Linked DNA regions of Rattus norvegicus: region 2 is linked to region 1. The links are chromatin contacts, called in public Hi-C maps. All regions are on one chromosome and are shown on one strand. Each heading gives the region's core, a stretch centred on a gene start, on an enhancer-like site or on the middle of the called end of the contact. The rest is flanking DNA. Distances are from core to core; before and after follow the strand shown. Region 1 holds the start of Zbtb17 (zinc finger and BTB domain containing 17). Region 2 has its middle 29 kb from the start of Spen.

Region 1 (2,964 bases), core at 178-2,677:
CTCTCTCTCGTTTGTTTTATGGAGACAGGGTTTTTCTGTGTAGCCCTGGCTGACCTGGAACTCTCTCTGTAGCTCAAGCTGGCCTCAAACTCAGAGATTCACCTGTCTCTGTCTCTCTAATGCCGGGACCACCACTACCCAGCATCTAGTAATCTCTTAACTGATTTCAGGCTCATTCCTTTGTGACTCCTTCAACCTGCCTTAACCTGTGATCTTTCTAGTCCACAAACCGGCTTCTTAAATGCCCTCCCATTAACCTAAAAGTTAAAAGTGCTGAACTAGGTTTGCAACTTCTTAAAGACTTAGGCTGAGCCGGCTGACCTTACCACCCACCTCTGATGAAGAGGAGCTTGAACATTCTCACAAGCATCCTTCACCTAAGGATACGCTGCCTCACTCCTCCTAAGGACCCTTTAGGCTCAGCTTTCCGGGACACTGGGACTCCCTGGATTCACCTAAACTGTGTAAGGTGTCCCCGAGTTAGGCTCCCTTCCTACAGCGCAGTGACATCTGAAAAGCTTGTTTCTCTCTCCCGCGTGAGTCTGATCTCTGAATGGTGATGTCGTTGATGACAGTAACATCAAGGGACTTTCCACACGCATTCTCGCTCTAACTGTAAGCATGCTAGGCCCTGGACAATATATCACGTAACTCATCGCACATCTTAGAAGACTGATTTTATTATAACCCCTACTTTTAAAGATGAGGCAACTTAGGTGGAGAGAGTCTCCGCTTGGAGCTGAGAACCCTAGTCGCACTCGGGGACCCAATCCGCCGGCATCTCTCGCTCTGTCCTCAGATCTGTCAGGGGCGGAGAGCGAGGGAAGCGGGATGGAGGGATGGATCGGTGAATGAATGAACGGTCTGTTACGGGGGGTCAGTGAGGCTCCCGGTCTGAGACACATCCCGGTCGCCCCCGCCAGCCCCACGCCGCCCTGCACTTCGCCCCCGCGCGGCCGCAGCACGCCCACCCACCGCGGCCGGCGCGCGGGGTCAGGGGGCGGTGACAGCCCGGCGGCGGGGGCGGAGATGCCACCAGCCGGGGTGTCACCCAGCCCCGGAGGCGACTCGCGCCCCGTCGGCCGCGCGGGTGCATGGCCACCCCTCCCGGCCGCTCCCGCCGCTCCCGGCCCCGCGGCGCCCTCCGCCCGGGCCTCCCCTCCCCCACACAACCGTCCGGGCGTCCCGCGGCCCCGGCCCCCGCCGCCTCGGTCCCGACTCCCGGGACTCCCGGGCCGCCAGCGCCGTCCCGGTCTCACCTGCCATGTCCCGAACCCCACCACAGATGGAGGTGCATCACGGCCGCGAGAAGGCCGGGGGCAGCGCTTCACAGTAGACAAAGGGCGCCGCCATGTTAGAGTCGGGCGGAACGGACCTCGCTGGCTTCCCGGCTGCGACTTCCGTCGCTGGCGCAGCGCTCGTCCGAGGTGCGCGGCCGCCGGCCGGCGCATGCGCCTCGCCAGCCAAAAGTTCGTTAGTGTACTTCTGGAATTGTACCCATTTTAACCCTTGGTTTCCCGCTTCAAATAGATCTGCAGCGGCACTTACCGTGCACCAGACGCTGTGTTAAGCTCTTTACAGTTCGTTGTCTCCTTCCTCACACCATACAACCGAGTTATTTCTCTTCTCTTTTGAAGGAGTGAAAACTTAGGTGCAAAAAGGATTAGCCGCACATCTTTGTGACAAAGCCGTGATGTGGACCTACTTGTGACTCCCGTTATGGTTTGGAAAATATTTTTTTTTTTTTTGCAGTACTGGGGATCAAACCCAGCAACTTGGACTGGGTAAATGACTCAGGGGTCCAAGTGCTTGCATGCTATACAAGCATGAAAACCCAAGCTCTATCTTGAACACCACATTAAAAGGCAGGGGCTGGCAGGAGCGATAGCTCAGAGGTTAAGAACACTTTTGCTCTGGCAGAGGATTTGACTTCAATTCCCAGAATCCACATTGGTGACTCCAATTTCAAGAGATCTGATGCCTTCTGGTATTTGCAGAAAGTAGACATGCATATGGTGCACATACTTACACGGAGGCAAAATGCTCATAAAATTTAAGTAAACATTAAATAAATAAATGAATAATGATGATGGTGATGATGATGATGATGATGATGATGATGATGATGATAATAATAATAATAATAATAATAATAATAATAATAAAAGTTAAGAGTGGTGCATGCCTGTAATCTCGGGAATTTACTGGCCAGTCAACCTATCCTATCAAAACCTCAGGCTTCAGTGAGAGACCCTGTCCCGAAGGTTGGAAGTTAGTTTAGAACTAAAGATGTAGGTCAGTGTTAAGCCTGAGGACCCAGGCTCCGGTTTCCACTGAGGAAGTGACACAGTAAGTACCTAAGAAGATCAGGGGTGGCAGCTGGGGTGGTTTTTGTATTTAATCCATTATGCCAGGACTGAAGATAATTTCACCGAAATTTTATAATTTATAATTTCACTGAAAACTTTCAAAGAACAAAGACTTAGCTGAGTGTGGTGCACACCTCTAATCCCAGCACTGGAGTTAGGAAACAGGCAGCTCTCTGACTCTGCACGCTATGGATTTGTGGTGTGGCTCATATTCACATGGTGGCTGGGTAGGTGGATATGGAAAGAGTTATGCTTAGGAACTGGGAATAGAGATGGCTGAGTGGAACAGATGGATCTGTTGTGTCCCGAGTCCCTAACTCAATGAGATCCCCACCACCAATACCACCACCTTGTCAGTAGACGCTGTCCCTTCTCCCTTTGAGGGCAGAACTTTGCAAGGGGCTGCTAATTCCATGAGACCCGTCCATCTGACACCCTTCAGTTTCATCTAGGTCTATAAGGAGAGAAGAAGGTTCTAGGACATCCTTTGAAGCCAGCACTGTGTCTAACCAAGGAGGAGACATCTTATAGAACAGGTTAAAACAAATGAATGAGCCCTTACCAGTTAAACCAGCAGAAACCTACAGGGCGTGGG
Region 2 (2,964 bases), core at 277-2,776, 120 kb before region 1:
CTAGGCAGAGAGCACAGTCTCACTGGGTAGAAGCAAGCTGAAGAGTGGGCTAAGGGTCTGTTCCTCTGGTACCCTGAAAAGGGAGGGGAGCAGCCAAGCAAAGAGCCTACCTAGCAGAAGGTGTTCAAGACACAACTGACTGTCCTGGGGAGTGGGCAGTCACAGGGCAGACAACGTGGCCTCTAAAAGGCAGTGGGGTGGTGGCAAGATGGAGCACCATGAGCCTGGTAGAATCTTAGAGATGAAAGCCAGGCACTGTACCGTATGCCTATAGCCCAGCCCTTGGGATGCAGAAGCAAGAGGAGTACTGCCAGAGCCCAATCTCCTCTACTTTGTGTGTTTTGGTCTAGCCTGAGCTACACAGGAAGCCCCTTTCTTGGAAGAAAGAGACTCTAGAGTGAGAAGTCTCCCTCACAGGCTGGCCAGCAGCCATACCTAGGTTTCCCGACCTCCACTACAGGGTCCTCCTACCCCTCCTACAGCCTTCACCTTCCAACACCCACTTACTGAGAGCATCAGCCTGGGGAGGCAGGAAGCATGAGGAAAGGGCCTGTGGAGATGCCCTGGGGTCAGAGTTAGGGCTGGGAAGGAATTGTCCTGGGAAGTGGGACAGTGGCTTCTACTGATGAGAGCCATTTGCCCCAGAGGAAGTGGTCACTGGGTCCAAGGCTCATCCTCTCCCTCCTTGTGCACTTTGACCCCAGCCCTCTGGAGGCAGACACAACCCGGACTCCTGGGGAAGTGGGAGAGAGTAGCTTGCTCTCGGGGGAGGGGCATGGACTGGCCTCCTCTCCTTGGTCTGCCCTTTGGGCACCGACTCGGAGGCCACGTCTGCACAGCACTCCCACACCCTCAATCTGAGGCTGGGAAGTTTCCACTCTGGCTCCTCCATAGTCTGAGTCAGGCTTGACCTGTCACCTAGGAGAGGCTGCAGGAAGTGGCGAACTTCCTTCTCCTGGCTCTGAGCTCGGTTGGCTTTCTTCCTCTGACTGGGTCCTTCCACTCTCTCCAGGTGGCTGATCAGAAGTGACAGAGAGCATGACTAGAACAAACGTTGGCTAATGGGCAGGGTTCCCCAGCGAGCAAATGATCAGGGAACTCCTGGACCCAGGATCTGGGGCACAGCCCCAGAGGCCCACGTGGCAACCCCTGAAGAAGGATCTAGTAGGTACCAGGCACAAACATGGCGGACAGCCCTAGGAAGGGGAGGAATGCCCCCATGTTATATGAGAGAGTAACACAGAGTGCAAATAAATGGGCATGATAGCCACGAAGGGCCGGCCCACTAGGCTTTGCGTGAAGACAGATGGTGGGCTTTCCTGAGGGTAGGTGGGGAGGTAGGCAGAGGGTGGAGGATTCTCTCAGCTGGGATAGCTAAGGGCTGCAAAACAATCAAAAGTGAGGAGGGTGGGGTTGGTGCTGCGAGGAAGGGAAGGTGCTGGGCCAAGAGGTCCATCTGTCCATCTGTGGAATGCTGGGAGGCATGAAGGAGGGGCAGTCTCTGGTCACAGGTTCTGAACCTTAGCTCCCTCCCCAGGCCTGTGACTTGTTTGTTTTACTCAATTGTCAGCACGCACAGGGCTGCATGCACCAGGCCAGCCCTTAGTAAATATGTGTGGAATGAACACATCTGCCCTTGGAATTTGGAGAGAGGTGACTCCAAACTGGGTTAAGAATTGTAGCCCAGGGTTGGGGATTTAGCTCAGCGGTAGAGCTCTTGCTTAGCAAGCGCAAGGCCCTGGGTTTGGTCCCCAGCTCTGAAAAGAAAGAAAGAAAAAAAAAGAATTGTAGCCCAGAGAGTCATGTGGAAATCCGTGATGGCCCTGGTGTCTGTAAGAGTGCTAGTGGGGACTGGAGAGGTGGCCTAGGAGTCAAAAGGGCTGGCTGCTCTTCCAGAGGACCTGGATTCGAGTCTCAGCACCCAGGGGGCAGCTCCCCACTGTCCGTAAGTCCCATTCCGGGAGATCAGATGTTTCTTAGGCATGCACGGAGACAAAACACTCACAGACTTTTTTTGTTTTTAAAGAAGAAAGGTCAGGGACTGGAGAGATGGCTCAGCGGTTGAGAGCACCGACTGCTCTTCCAGAGGTCCTGAGTTCAATTCCCAGCGACCACATGGTGGCTCACAGCCATCTGTAATGGGATCTGATGTCTTCTTCTGGTGTGTCTGATGACAAGCTACAGTGTACTCATATACATTAAATACATATTTAAAAAAAAAAAAGAAGGTCAGGTGGTGCACAGCTTTACCACAGCACTCCAGGAGGCTGAGGCAGGAGGATTACTCCAAGTTCGAAGCCAGTTTCAGACCAACTACGTGGCAGCTCTGTGGCATGTAGCACAATGTCACCCCTCTCTGTTGTGAAGAGGTGATATCCTATTGTAGGAGCTCACTCCTTCTGCCTGTCCGCTCCTCAGCTGACCGACAAGGCCTGTCCCCACAGCTACCTAACTCAAAGAGAGCCACTGTGGACATTCAAGTGCAGGTTTCATGTGTGGATGAACGTCTTCCTACCTCCTGAGTACACATCACAAGGTGAAACCGCAGGGTCCCCTGGTGCCTCTTCTGCTTTTTCTATTCCTTGAACTCCTTCTTTTTTTTTCTTTTTTTTCTGGAGCTGGGGACCGAACCCAGGGCCTTGCGCTTGCTAGGCAAGCGCTCTACCACTGAGCTAAATCCCCAACCCCCCTTGAACTCCTTAGAATACACACATAACACTATTTTTTTTTTCGAAGATTTTTTTGTTTTATATACGTGAGTACACTATAGCTGTCTTCAGACACACCAGAAGAGGGCATCAGATCTCATTACAGATGGTTGTGAGCCACCATGTGGGTGCTGGGAATTGAACTCAGGACCTCTGGAAGAGCAGTCAGTGCTCTTAACCGCTGAGCCATCTCGCCAGCCCCATAACACTATTTTAACAAATCTATCTTTTATTTTATTTAGTGCCGACGAGGGTC

The links. Hi-C and Micro-C count contacts between places; a contact is called where the count stands out from the background.
Region 2: a Hi-C map of liver shows a contact between it and region 1, with 3 times the contacts expected there. The contact joins the enhancer-like site here to the promoter of Zbtb17 in region 1. A contact is called at or near these places in 11 of 12 Hi-C or Micro-C datasets (the A7r5 cell line, the Rat2 cell line, Schwann cells and 6 more).

What each region holds. Positions count from the first base shown.
Region 1 is chr5:159,034,945-159,037,908 of GRCr8, reverse strand. It overlaps Zbtb17 (zinc finger and BTB domain containing 17), which reads right to left and starts at 1,427. Exons shown (of 16, transcript NM_001012105.1): 1 at 1,260-1,427.
Region 2 is chr5:159,159,668-159,162,631 of GRCr8, reverse strand. No RefSeq gene overlaps it. Among named protein-coding and RNA genes, the nearest start is that of Spen, 29 kb to the right of the region's middle. Within about 2 kb of position 1,526, at least 28 of the 93 cell types and tissues checked have an H3K27ac peak or open chromatin away from gene starts, as enhancers often do. A contact at or near this core is called in the A7r5 cell line, Schwann cells and liver, where this site is marked.